Regions from separate parts of the Zea mays genome. Here region 1 is linked to region 2. The links are chromatin contacts, called in public Hi-C maps. All regions are on one chromosome and are shown on one strand. The core of a region is the stretch at or near the end of the contact, and the rest is flanking DNA. Distances in the headings are between cores, read along the strand shown.

Region 1 (6,943 bases), core at 4,054-6,553, 160 kb before region 2:
GGGGATGTGTGTCCTAAGGAATCCGAAGAGCCTCCAAATGCACAAGATCAACCATCCTCCTCAATGCAAGCATCTCCACCGACTCAAAATGAGGATGGAGCTCAAGTTGATGAAGTAGTAGATCAAGCAAATGAGCCACCTCAAGATGATGGCAGTGATCAAGGGGGAGATGCAAATGAGGAAGACAAGGAGGAAGAAGAGCCAAGGCCGCCACACCCAAGAGTCCACCAAGCAATCCAACGAGATCACCCCGTCGACACCATCCTCGGCGATATTCAAAAGGGGGTAACCACTAGATCTCGTGTTGCTCATTTTTGTGAACATTACTCTTTTGTTTCCTCTATTGAGCCACACAGGGTAGAGGAAGCTCTCCAAGATTCGGATTGGGTGGTGGCGATGCAAGAAGAGCTCAACAATTTCACAAGGAACGAGGTATGGCATTTAGTTCCACGTCCTAACCAAAATGTTGTAGGAACCAAATGGGTCTTCCGCAACAAGCAAGATGAGCATGGTGTGGTGACAAGGAACAAAGCTCGACTCGTGGCCAAAGGATATTCACAAGTCGAAGGTTTGGATTTCGGTGAAACCTATGCACTCGTAGCTAGGCTTGAGTCAATTCGCATATTATTAGCCTATGCTACTTACCATGGCTTTAAGCTTTATCAAATGGACGTGAAAAGTGCCTTCCTCAACGGACCGATCAAGGAAGAGGTCTATGTTGAGCAACCTCCCGGCTTTGAAGACAGTGAGTATCCTAACCATGTTTATAGGCTCTCTAAGGCGCTTTATGGGCTCAAGCAAGCCCCAAGAGCATGGTATGAATGCCTTAGAGATTTCCTTATTGCTAATGGCTTCAAAGTCGGAAAAGCCGATCCTACACTCTTTACTAAAATTCTTAAAAATGACTTGTTTGTATGCCAAATTTATGTTGATGATATTATATTTGGGTCTACTAACGAGTCTACATGTGAAGAGTTTAGTAGGATCATGACACAGAAATTCGAGATGTCAATGATGGGGGAGTTGAAGTATTTTCTGGGATTCCAAGTCAAGCAACTCCAAGAGGGCACCTTCATTAGCCAAACGAAGTACACTCAAGACATTCTAACCAAGTTTGGGATGAAGGATGCCAAACCCATCAAGACACCCATGGGAACTAATGGGCATCTCGACCTCGACACGGGAGGTAAGTCCGTGGATCAAAAGGTATACCGGTCGATGATTGGTTCATTGCTTTATTTATGTGCATCTCGACCGGACATTATGCTTTCCGTTTGCATGTGTGCAAGATTTCAATCCGACCCTAAGGAATCACACCTTACGGCCGTAAAACGAATCTTGAGATATTTGGCTTACACACCTAAGTTTGGGCTTTGGTACCCTCGGGGATCTACATTTGATTTGATTGGTTATTCGGATGCCGATTGGGCGGGGTGCAAAATTAATAGGAAGAGCACATCGGGAACTTGCCAGTTCTTGGGAAGATCCTTGGTGTCTTGGGCTTCAAAGAAGCAAAATTCGGTCGCTCTTTCCACCGCCGAAGCCGAGTACATTGCCGCAGGACATTGTTGCGCGCAATTGCTTTGGATGAGGCAAACCCTGCGGGACTACGGTTACAAATTAACCAAAGTCCCTTTGCTATGTGATAATGAGAGTGCAATCAAAATGGCCGACAATCCCGTCGAGCACAGCCGCACTAAGCACATAGCCATTCGGTATCATTTTCTTAGGGATCACCAACAAAAGGGAGATATCGAGATTTCTTACATTAATACTAAAGATCAATTAGCCGATATCTTTACCAAGCCACTTGATGAACAATCTTTTACCAGACTTAGGCATGAGCTCAATATTCTTGATTCTAGAAATTTCTTTTGCTAAGCTTGCACACATAACTCATTTGAATACCTTTGATCATATCTCCTTTATATGCTATGACTAATGTGTTTTCAAGTCTATTTCAAACCAAGTCATAGGTATATTGAAAGGGAATTGGAGTCTTCGGCGAAGACAAAGGCTTCCACTCCGTATCACATACTTCGCCATCACTCCGAGCAACTCTCTATTCTTTGGGGAGAAATGAGCATCAAAGAAAAGGACTTCATCCTTGGGGGAGAGAGTAAAAGCTCAAAAGCAAAAGGATCGAACTTCATCTTTGGTATAATCTTAACTCGTTACTTATAACCAAAGGGGAAGAAATTACTTCTAGGGCTCTAATGATTCCGTTTTTGGCGATTCATGCCAAAAAGGGGGAGAAATGAGCCCAAAGCAAAAGGACCGCACCACCACCACCAAATTCAAAAACTTAGTGCTTTCCAAAAGTCTTTATCATTTGGTATCCTATTGTGTTCAAAAGGGGGAGAAAGTAGTATTTCAAAAATGTTATATCAAAACCCTCTTGAACACTAAGAGGTGGATCTCCTTTAGGGGGAGTTTTGTTTAGTCAAAGAAAAAGCATTTGAAACAGGGGGAGAAAATTTCAAATCTTGAAAATGCTTTGCAAACTCTTATTCATTTACCTTTGACTGTTTGCAAAAGATCTTTGAAATGGATTTACAAAAGAATTTGCAAAAACAAAACATGTGGTGCAAACATGGTCCAAAATGTTATATAAGAAAGAAACATTCCTTGCATATCTTGTAAGTAGTTATATTGGCTCAATTCCAAGTAACCTTTTTCACTTACATTATGCAAACTAGTTCAATTATGCACTTCTACATTTGCTTTGGTTTGTGTTGGCATCAATCACCAAAAAGGGGGAGATTGAAAGGGAATTAGGCTTACACCTAGTTCCTAAATAATTTTGGTGGTTGAATTGTCCAACACAAATATTGGACTGACTAGTTTGCTCCAGTGTATAAGTTATACAGGTGCAAAAGGTTCACATCTAGCCGATAAAAAGACCAAGTGTTGGATTCAATAGAGGAGTAAAGGGGCAACCGAGGGCACCCCTGGTCTGGCGCACCGGACTGTCCGGTGTGCCACCGGACAGTGCACAGTACCTGTCCGGTGCACCAGGGGACTCAGACTCAAACTCTTCACCTTCGGGAATTCCAGGGGCGACTCGGCTAAAATTCACCGGACTGTCCGGTGTACACCGGACAGTGTCCGGTGCGCCAAAGGAGGTCGGCCTCAGGAACTCGCCAGCTTCGGGAGAAGCCAACGGCTCGTCCGCTATAATTCACCGGACTGTCCGGTGTGCACCGGACTGTCCGGTGCAACTCCGGGACAACGGTCGTCTCCGCGCCAACGGCTCTCTGCCGCGCATTCAATGCGCCGTCTGCGCGCGCAGAAGTCAGAATCGCCCATGCTGGCACACCGGACATCAAACAGTACCTGTCCGGTGTGCACCGGACACCCAGGCGGGCCCACAAGTCAGAAGCTCCAACGGTCAGAATCCAACGGCAGTGATGACGTGGCAGGGGCACCGGACTGTCCGGTGTGCACCGGACTGTCCGGTGCGCCATCGAGCAGAAGCCTCCAGCCAACGGTCAAGTTTGGTGGTTGGGGCTATAAATACCCCAACCACCCCACCATTCATTGCATCCAAGTTTTCCCACTTCTCAACCACTTACAAGAGCTAGGCATTCAATTCTAGACACATTCAAAGAGATCAAATCCTCTCCAATTCCACACAAAGCCCTAGTGACTAGAGAGAGTGATTTGCCGTGTTCATTTGAGCTCTTGCGCTTGGATCGCATTCTTTCTTTCTCTTTTGCTCTTGTGATCAACACTCAATTGTAACCGAGGCAAGAGGCACCGATTGTGTGGTGGCCCTTGCGGGGAAGTTTTGTTCCCGGTTGATTGAGAAGAAGGAAAGCTCACTCGGTCCGAGGGACCGTTTGAGAGAGGGAAGGGTTGAAAGAGACCCGGCCTTTGTGGCCTCCTCAACGGGGAGTAGGTTTGCAAGAACCGAACCTCGGTAAAACAAATCTCCGTGTCTCATTTGCTTATTCGCTTGGGATTTGTTTTGCGCCCTCTCTTGCGGACTCATTTATTATTACTAACGCTAACCCCGGCTTGTAGTTGTGTTTATATTTGTAAATTTCAGTTTCGCCCTATTCACCCCCCCTCTAGGCGACTATCACTTTTACTTCGTTATATGTCAATGTACCACAAAAAATGTCCTGATTCATCAACTTATAATGGAGTCCGCTCAATTGTTTCTTGAATATACTTTTAGAACAAAATTGAGTTTACAAGGTGAAATATTGATTGGAAAAGCACTACTCCCTTGTATGAGCAAGCTGGTCGATGATTTTGTTTTCCATCCTTCTTGTTTTCTTGACATCAGTTTGTTCATTGGAGAGCACATAGGAGAAATGTTGATTAATGTTTCTGCATATTAATGTATTTTATCAGAACATGTTGGCGTCATAACAACTTACATGCATACACCTAGTGGATTATATAAGAACCTAATAACATGCTTATAGATTATCATAATTTAGATATCTAGATTATATAATCCATCTAATAATCTATATAGTTTATTTGTCTTTTAACTTATTTAAGTTGGATTATATAATCCACCTAAGGCCTTGTTCGGTTATTTCAATTCCATGTGGATTGGTGTGTATTGGGATGAATTGAAATGGATTTTGACTTGTTATGGATTTAAACCGACTCAATATCACCCAATCCACATGGATTAACGACGAAACGAACAAACCCTAAGGGGATGTTTGTTTATAATTATAATCCGTCTAGATTAATCCTATATATTTTGAACTAACACTTAGTTCAAAATATGTTGGATTATATAATCTGTACATATTATAATCTCAAACAAAATATACTTAGACCATGTTTATTTACACTCTAGATTATCTAATGTAGCTTAAAAAAGTTAAAGCGATAAACAAAAATCACCGATTATTAGGTGGATTATATAATTTAAATACCTAGTTTATGATAATCTATATGTAGGTTATTAGATGCTCATATAATCTATAATCTAGACTATATAAATCCTAGAAGTAAAAAATAGAGTCTTAGCTTAAAATTTGTTGGATTATATAATATGAGCAGGTTAGAATCCTATGAGCAGATTAGAATCCTAAACAAACATCTCCTAAGTGTCCCAAGGCCTCCGAGCAACATTACACCACAGGTCCATCCAGCCCATTTGTCTGCTCAAACTTTAGTTGAACCAGCCCAAGATGTGTCCAGCCCACGTATTAGGCCCGAAACAAGCCAGCCGACCCCGTGGGCGGGCGATCACATGGTCCTATGTCCGTGTGATGACTACGGGGACCCACCCCAGCCTCCCACGCCCCTTCGTTCCCAGATCCCCAACGCACTCCACTCTCTTTCAGAACCCAACACGCCACTGTCGCGGTAACAGAGCAGCTAGCCAAGAGTAGTAGCCGCGTGCCCGCGTGCGCTTCCCGAACCCCGAGTCCCGACCAGAGAGAGATACGGAGAGGAGCAGACCTGCCCGTCGCAATGGCGATGCCACCGAAGCCCGGCGACCCGCCGCAGCGCTCGCCGGCACGTAGCCCAAACCTCAATCTCCCCTGCCCGCTGCCGCCGGTCCCGGGCGGGGCGCCGCCACCGCCGCAGCAGCAGCCGGGCGCCGGGCTGCCCCCGCCGCGCGTGGGCCACCACCGCCGCGCCAGATCTGAGGTGGCCTTCCGCTTCCCGGACGACCTGCCCGGCGGCGGGGGCGGCGGCTTCGACGAGATCGGCTCCGAGGACGACCTCTTCTCCACCTTCATGGACATGGACAAGATCGCCGGCGCCGACCGCGACCGCGCCGCCGAGACCTCCTCGCCGCCGCGCCCAGCCAAGCACCGCCACAGCGTCTCCTTTGACGGCTTCGGGATGGGGGCTGCCGCCGGCGGCCCGGGCGGCCAGCAGGACGGCGGTGGAGGCATGTTCGGAGAGGTGATGGAGGCCAAGAAGGCCATGTCTTCCGAGCAGCTCTCCGAGCTCGCCGCCATCGATCCCAAGCGCGCCAAAAGGTGACGCCTTTACCTCACCCTCCTTCCATTGCCACCGTCCTCGCATTCTGACACTACTAGCTAGGACTGCACTTGGTAGTTGCTTGGTTGGTAGGTTTGCAGGTGATATGGCTCTTACTTTTTGTGATCTATATATTGATGGAAAAGCCACATAATGCTTAATGACTTTTGATATTGTGTGCATTGAAATGAAAAAAAGAAAGAAAAGAAGCGTCGCCACCTGTGATTCTTGCCAACTACTTGAGACGTGGTCTGGAATCACCGGGATAGTGAAAGGCAGCTTAGTGGATAGGGTTGCAGCAAGCTGACCAATTAAATTGGATGCAGCTAGTTCAATCCTTGTCGGTTCCTAGCTTTCTTTCCAAGTGAAAGCAAGCACCCATATAAGTTATGGAGATGTCATTTTTGGTTTCCTTAGTTAGTGTCTTAGTTTGTAAAGGTGTCTCATGTCGTTTAGCCTCAAACAAGCAGAAGATGTGAATTGTTTCCGTGGCATTTTCTCTATGCTGGACACACGTCCTGGTTTTTAAAGGTGCTTCTGGTTGTTTAGTCTTAAATAAACAGAGACGGAGGTAAAAAATGCAGTATACAGCATCTATTTGCTTTGTTGCAATGTTTTCCTCACTGGACACTCTGCGTTACCTAGATTCCCTCCAAGATGCCCCACAAGCTAGCATGGCATACTTCTAAGTTCTAACTGGTTCTTTCTAGCACAAAATTGTATGCTACAACCATAGTTTCTCTTTTGCCGTATATTAAAGTTACGCTGGCGGTGTTTATATTTTGTTTGCCAAAACTTTGTATTGGGGCCAAGCTATATGATATAGTGTTTCTCTTGTTATAATTCATGCAATTGTTTTCCATGTTTGGTCTTCTCAAGTCCTAGCTGACTTCGGTGAATCGGTGATATTTATCGTTGATACGCTTTTGTATTGGCAATCATTGATATAACAGAGGTAGCATACCCAGTTTTACTG
Region 2 (7,066 bases), core at 1,725-4,224:
AACTCTTTGGTCGACCCTCTTTACTCAAAATATGACCATACAACATCGGTCCAATCTCAGTGAAAACTTACCTTCATGAGAGCCCATATGCTAAAATGTGAGCGATACTCTGCTAAGGTCATGCCACCATTGCCTACTTCCAGCATATCTGGGTCTGCAGAAAAGCAGAGGTTCAATAACAGAGTAACAGTATACTGAACAGCTCCACAAAGCACAGCAAATTGCAGACAGCTTGAACTCATCACTAACATAATTACCATTCCAACCACCAGGTCCAGCATATGATGCCCACTTGTTGTTCTTATCAGCAATGTCTGTCATGCTTGTTTTCACCAGATACATAAATAAGTCAGTTTGAGAGCACATCGACAGAGCTAATGTTCTATCTCTTTTTTCCTCTGAAAAGAACATGGGTTACCTTTTCCATGTATCCGTTATGTCGTCAGTTGTACGCCAACTATTGCCCACTTTGCCAGCCCATAAGGCTGGATCATACTGTCCCCTAAGTTAAAATAGCATGGTAGCACATTACAGAGATCTTGATTCAGCAAGCATTGAAGGTAAGCAAGACATATAATTGTATTCCCCCTCTAAAGGAAAGAGGCCTACCATTCACACAAAGAGTAGAATATTTGGCGCCCAGTTGAATTAAGAGCATCTCGCATAGGAGGATATCTACAAATATAACACCATTAAACAAACTTTAGCACATATGTCAAGGTCATGTGTGTTCTAAACTGTGATCAACACTAAGGGAAGATATATGAGTTGTCTTGCCTTTTCTGAGGCTTAATTCCCAAATTGTAGCAGTTATCATACTTCAGGTAATCAATACCCTGAAAATAAACAGTTTCCGTATTCATGAATTAGTACAATATCTTCATTTTTATAGGTAGTTCAAGTCCTGAAGTCACAAATAGGTAGGTTGACATGAACAATTTAAATCAATATTGTATTGCAAATGTTTATGGAGCGGTAGTTTAGTGGATGCTTCTTGCTCATACCCATGAAGCAAAGATCGCAGCATCGTCATTTTCATGACCGAGTGATCCAGGTCGAACTTGGCAAGTAAATTTCCTGAAAAGATTTATCTTATTGAGTTATTGTTGTCAATGCTAAGTTAACTGCACGCAGATGCAGAAAACTGAAATTCTATAATTGAGATGTTCACTTACCCAGCATCAGAGTATATACCAAGTTTCAGACCTTTTCCATGCACATAATCTGCAAGGGCTTTGATGCCTGAAGGGAAAGTCTTTGGATCAGGCAGCAATTGATCCTAGATGTTAAAAAGAAAGATCCATTAGAATTGTATAAATAAGCTGATGATTATGAAAGTATTACAGTATTAGTATACATTTTTTGGATCAAATAAGTCAATTTTGTGATTTAGGGTATCTATCCATCCCAATGTGCCAAAACAGAAAGAGTGGAGAATGCAAAACAATTTGCTACAAAAAACAGATATTGACAAATAACAGTGTGGGTACCCCCATGTAGGCATAAAGAAAGATAAACTCCATTTTAAAATAAAAAATCTAAAAATAAAATATAACAGAGCAACTCAAAAAAAAAGTACAGGGGGGCATGTTGTATGGAGAAGTTTAGAACCCTATATAGAGTTGTAAAAAATATTTTGCAAAACAAAAATCAGAGACTAAACAGTATACAAATAAGGACATTGCAAACAAGGTTAGATATTTTCCCAATTTAGAATACATGCACTGAGGTCCGGTTTTCACCCAAAACCAGGAAAGATGATCACACGAACATTTTGCTGACGAAGTATACAATGAGCCATTCAACAAGCACAACAATTAAGATTATTTGATCATGCCATTATGGCATAAAAATGATCAAGTAAACTATATGCTACCTAATCAATTTCAGCGCATGTCTGCAAATGCAAATTGAAAGAGAATTTGGGAAAACATGGAATCAAAGCATCCCATTACCTGCTTTCCACGTTTCACGTATGACCAGCAATCATCTGAAGAAGTAAAGAAACAAACAAAAAAGATAAGATAAACAAAATAGTCTCCGACAAACAATCCGTTGTGTTGAGCCCAGTGGTGTACCGATATTGACGAAGTTGTAGCCCAGCGCAGCCAGTCCCGTGGACACCAGGGCGTCAGCTGTTCAAAAAAAAGGTGGTTAACATGTCTGAGCAAGCTCTGCTTTAGAGAAGGCGTTTTGGCAGCTGTCACACAAAACATGCAAACACTAGTTGCTGCTTGCTAAGATGCACGCTTGAACAGTGAACCGAAGCAGTCCCATTGTCATGTGTATCCAACAGTAATCATTGACCCGTGATATGGCCCATCTGAATGTATTTTGAGCAGCGGGGAACGCACCAAATAGGCGAACATTACGAATTGGGCCAAAAACTTAGAAACGGGTAATACTAAATCAGTAAATCTAGAGTAGCGGTGCTCCCAGTTTGGCAGCGGGAAGCGAGGAGGCGGAGACCGCGGTGGAGCCGGAATCGAACCTGTCTCGCGGATGACCGTCTCGTTGATGTTGCAGGCGAAGAAATTCCAGCTGTTCCACCTGCGCACACGCAACGTTGCAGTACAGAATTAACGCTGGTAAAGGCGGAGGAATCGTGGCGGCAGCTGCAGAGGCAGGCACCAGCTACCCCATCTGCGGAGTGAGCGCGAGGCCGTTGTTGAGCTGCAGCCTGCCGTAGTTGGAGGTGTCGTAGAGGCGGCTCAGCGCGGCGGTGGCGAGCGGCTGGATTCGCCGCGGCGCGGCCTCCGCCGGCCGCTCCGGCGAGAGGAGCAGGAGGAGGGAGGAGACGATGAGGAGGGGGAGGCGACCCGCCGCCTCCATCTCTCCACTTCCCGATGAGGCTTGCTGCTGCTCTCGCTTGCTTCCCCCAAATTTCGAGCGGTTGATCTGTGCGGGGCGGCGACGCTTGCGAGGAGAGTTTTGTGGCGACGGATGCCGACGCCGACGCGGCCCGCGGCGGGTGTTTCAAGCATCGGGGGCCCAAATGGCAGGTGGCAGCTGGGTCCACCAGCATTATCCGATTCGTGGTTTATTTTCTCCCTGCTTGGACACCGACATAATTAATGCTAGCATCTCTAATCTTTCCATATGAAATGGATCCCTATCTCAAATTACCGTTAGAGCAAGGTTAATAATATAGGAAGTTACCCAATATAATTTTAGTCTATGTCACAATAGATATCTCAATGCTAGTTAGAAGTATTAAATATAATCTAATTATTAAACTGATTACTAGAAACGAACCTATCAACCACCACGAGACACGTACGCTACTGCACATCCAGTTGTCCGCATCGGCATCAATATCCATCACCATCACCACGGGACGGCATTAATAAAAAAGAAGAGGAAAAACTTATTTGGATAAATTAGTTTTGAGGCCCATACGTCAGGCGCAGGCCAGATTTACATGGGCCCTATATGAGATTCGACGGCCTGCCAACGGCTCTCTGCTGCACCTGCACTCCACCAACACCTGACACGGGATTGAAGGAGGAGCCCGGCGAAACCTACCACAGCAACTTTGCCCCATCCCAGCCACCGTCGCCGTCGGCTCGGAGGCCATGTCCATCATCACGGGGAGTGATGGCTGTCTGGCAGGGCGAGATGGCGAAATCTTTGTACGTTGCGCATGTCCTCTTCTCGCCACTGCGGGCGACTGCGAACAAGAACGATGCAAAGACCCACTGCAGGTGTAGGCACATGTTTGATCGGTACGCCGAGGCATCGCTCGTCACCTGACCGAAAGAGAGCGGCCGCGGAGTGGCGTGGCGACCCATGGAAGCTGATCGACCTGACGACGACACCAGCAGATAGATGCCCATGCATGCATGAACAGTGCGCTATGCTATCGCTCCAGTCCATGGCTTGCTCCTACGTTACTCTGGACTGGATTCTAGGAGCAGACCGACCAGTGGATAACTGAAGACGCACAGACACGTCCATGTCACCTGAGGAAGCATCCACCATAGCCTAGCATGGGTCTGTCTGGCCTGGCCTCGCGTCTGGACTGGAACAGGACAGGACAGTGGCCGCGCGCGAGGACGACGTCACGTGTCCTCTTGGAATGCCAGCGTATTTCCTTCCTTCCCTGCTCTGCTCACTCGTGCACGTGCACGGCCGTGGTCACCGTTCACCAGGCTCTCCTCTCTTGTCTATTTTGTTTCCAGAGGGTTCAACTTTGCTTTTACAATTATTATTACAAAGTTTGGCCTGTTGGGAAGGGCTGCTACGTGCAACTAATAAGACTTTGTTTAAGTGTTGCTTGCTATCTCACGAATTTATACAGCTTGTGTTTCAGTCCTACCAACTAATCTGTGACTAAGCTATGAAAGCTAAAGCACACAACTAAACGTAGCAATATAAATGTGAAACATTAAATGAAATAGAGATGCAAACTCTCATTGACCTTTTATCAAGGTATCAAGAAGCGCACAAGCTTCCTACTAATTCTGGTTGCAGCATCTACGCTACGGGTAGCAGCCCATGCGAGGGTCAAGCTCTTGGTCAGGTAATTATGTAAATAGCCACAAGCCTTCTCTACGAGTAAGTGGCGCTCCGCTTCCGTCCTCTCTCAGATGCTCATTGTCGTATCCACAATCGAGTTCTGGCTGGAACATCATGGGCCTCGTTCTCCCTGGTACACGGTGATGCCCACACCACAAACATGATTGGTATGATCTCACAAGATACAGCCCCTTCCAGTACAACTACACCGACACACGCAAGTGTCGATGCATTCTTATATAATTGGTTCACTCATGTACTTAGTTGGTGTTATTCGATCTGATATCTTTTTTGTAGCTATCAAACTAAGCCGATTTACTATTAATCGGGGAGATGATCGTTGTTGTGTGCTTGAGAGAGGTATACAATGTTTAAGTGGTACAATAAATTATGGGCTTCATTAGGATATAGTCATTCTAATTAGATTTCTAATGTTAATGTCATAAATGCAATGACGGGGTATGCCATTACTCATGGAGGAGCTAATGTCTCATGAAGGTTATGCAAACAAATCATATTGATGAGGTAAGTCGTGGATGCTAAGCTTACTACATTAGATATAGCTACTATAGAAGGCAAATGGATGAGAGAGTTCTTGATGGAGTTACCTATACTAGAAAAACCCCATTCTGACAATCTTTATAAACTGTGATAATCAAATGGTTATATAAGTGTCAAGTTTAAAGGATAATATGAAATAATTAAGGCATATGAAAGGTCGTTCAAGTTTGCCAGGAACTGATGAACTCTAGAGTGATAGTTGTTGATAAATAAAAAGAGCTACAAAATCGACAAGCATGTTTACGAAAGGTTTATCTTGAAACGTGATAGATGATGAATCAAAAGAGATGGGTTTGAGACTGACGGGTTGCACAAAGGACAACCTAAACCTTTGAGATCAGAGTTTCCATAAATTAGGACTTGGGGGGACAAGCTATGAGTGTAACTAGAAGAGTATATATCACGTTACCCACTATAGAGAAGATGCAATACTCTTGACTGTGTAAGACGGGATGATTTTTATCTTAATGTATTCATAGGCTTAACATGAAGATATCATCTCATAGGGTATTCTAGTCAAACATACCTATATGAGCTAATTGTTGGTCACACTCTGTGGGTTGTGAGAGTTTTCTAAGAAGCTCATGGATGAGACACGACAATATGACTTATAAGCTCCACTTGAGGAGGTAGCCTAAAGAGCGTGTGCCTTCTAGATCTGGTGATGGACTACTGTTGGAGATTATTGGGCTCGGCCTATTTAGTTAACAATAAATTTCAGAATAAATCTCAAAGGCCCACTCAGTTTTTGACTTTGCCCTGCGCAACAAGTTCAAAATTGTATTCATCAGGTTGGGGGTATCATAACTAAGTCGATTTTAGTTTATAACATTTTACGCGTGGTTACCGTAAGCCTAATCCTCCCCTATAATAGAGAGGGTATTATCCTCGTAAAGGATGAGAAACAATTTTGTATCTACTATGGGTTAAGATTTTAGATAAGAGAGTCATCGGTGTAACGACGACGATGGGTTGGTGTGAATCATGTTTTTAGATAGCGATCACACGATTGCTCCCGAATTGATTTGTGTTGCAACTTTTATGGACTTCATTAAAACCGTGAACTCGTCTTTAGTCCGGCTAGACCAATCTCTGTTGTGAGTAATAATGAGTTCATGGCTCTTGTTATTGCTAGATGAGTTCTGGGTAGATTTAATCTACTATGCAAACAAGCTTTTATTTGCCACGTATGATTTATTCATTATTCATTTAGTAGTTGCTTTAAAAATTAATTTACTTTTAAAACTAAGCAATTACCTAAAAGTAAAGAGTGGATGCTCAACTTAAATATGCTCTGGCTAGCAAGTTGAGCAGCCTCCGTAAAGACTAAAGACCGTACACCCTTTCCTGAAAGAAAGACCGAAACTGAAATGCATGTGACACCCCAGTGACAACGCACAGGACGATCGATCGATCCTTCAGCTTTACGCAGGCTTGCAGCATCACACCATCATCAACAAGAACCAAACAAGAGCCAAGCTAAAAAAACACACACACGAATTGAAGCAGACGGCCTTTTCGACGACAAGTGTGGTCATAATTCATAACCGTAGCACGCACACCACAATTCACATGAACGCGCGCGTCCCCGAATCATCATACATACACGCACTGTACAACAGAGCAGGCACATCGCGATCTTTGCGTCTAGCTCCGTGCAGCGATCGCTAGTGAGTTCGAGACCGAAGAAAAAATGGCTAGCTAGAAGCTAGAGCTAATCTACAACGACGGCGGTGGCGGCACGCGGCGCAGGTGGAGGTGCAGGTGCAGCCACGCGCGGCGGAACGCAACGACGATGGCGCGGTGGTGGTCAGCAGCGTTAAGCGCGAGGTAGCAGGCAAGGAGCTCTTCTAGGCCCCGCGGCGACCGCACGCCGTTGGCCGTGACCATCTCCGCCATGCTCTCCAGGAAGTCCTCCTCGGGGTCCGCCGACTCCTTCACCACCACCAGGCTCTCGTACATCCACTGAAGCCGGCTGCCGCGCCGC

The links. A called contact is a pair of places that touch in the nucleus more often than the background predicts.
Region 1: a contact with region 2 is called in a Hi-C map of leaf, with 2.6 times the contacts expected there. The contact joins the promoter of LOC100273514 here to the promoter of LOC100191764 in region 2. A contact is called at or near these places in 2 of 25 Hi-C or Micro-C datasets (ear and leaf).

The regions. Positions count from the first base shown.
Region 1 is chr7:182,194,218-182,201,160 of Zm-B73-REFERENCE-NAM-5.0, reverse strand. It overlaps LOC100273514, which reads left to right and starts at 5,303. Exons shown (of 4, transcript NM_001147932.1): 1 at 5,303-5,966. The coding sequence starts at 5,449.
Region 2 is chr7:182,033,289-182,040,354 of Zm-B73-REFERENCE-NAM-5.0, reverse strand. LOC100191764 (Alpha-galactosidase 3) reads right to left here and starts at 2,974. Exons shown (of 15, transcript NM_001137189.1): 1 at 2,639-2,974; 2 at 2,492-2,550; 3 at 2,079-2,135; 4 at 1,956-1,990; 5 at 1,176-1,279; 6 at 1,005-1,077; 7 at 778-836; 8 at 610-675; 9 at 419-502; 10 at 258-322; 11 at 72-154. The coding sequence starts at 2,832. It overlaps LOC100284532, which reads right to left. Exons shown (of 1, transcript NM_001157427.2): 1 at 6,600-7,066. The coding sequence ends at 6,799.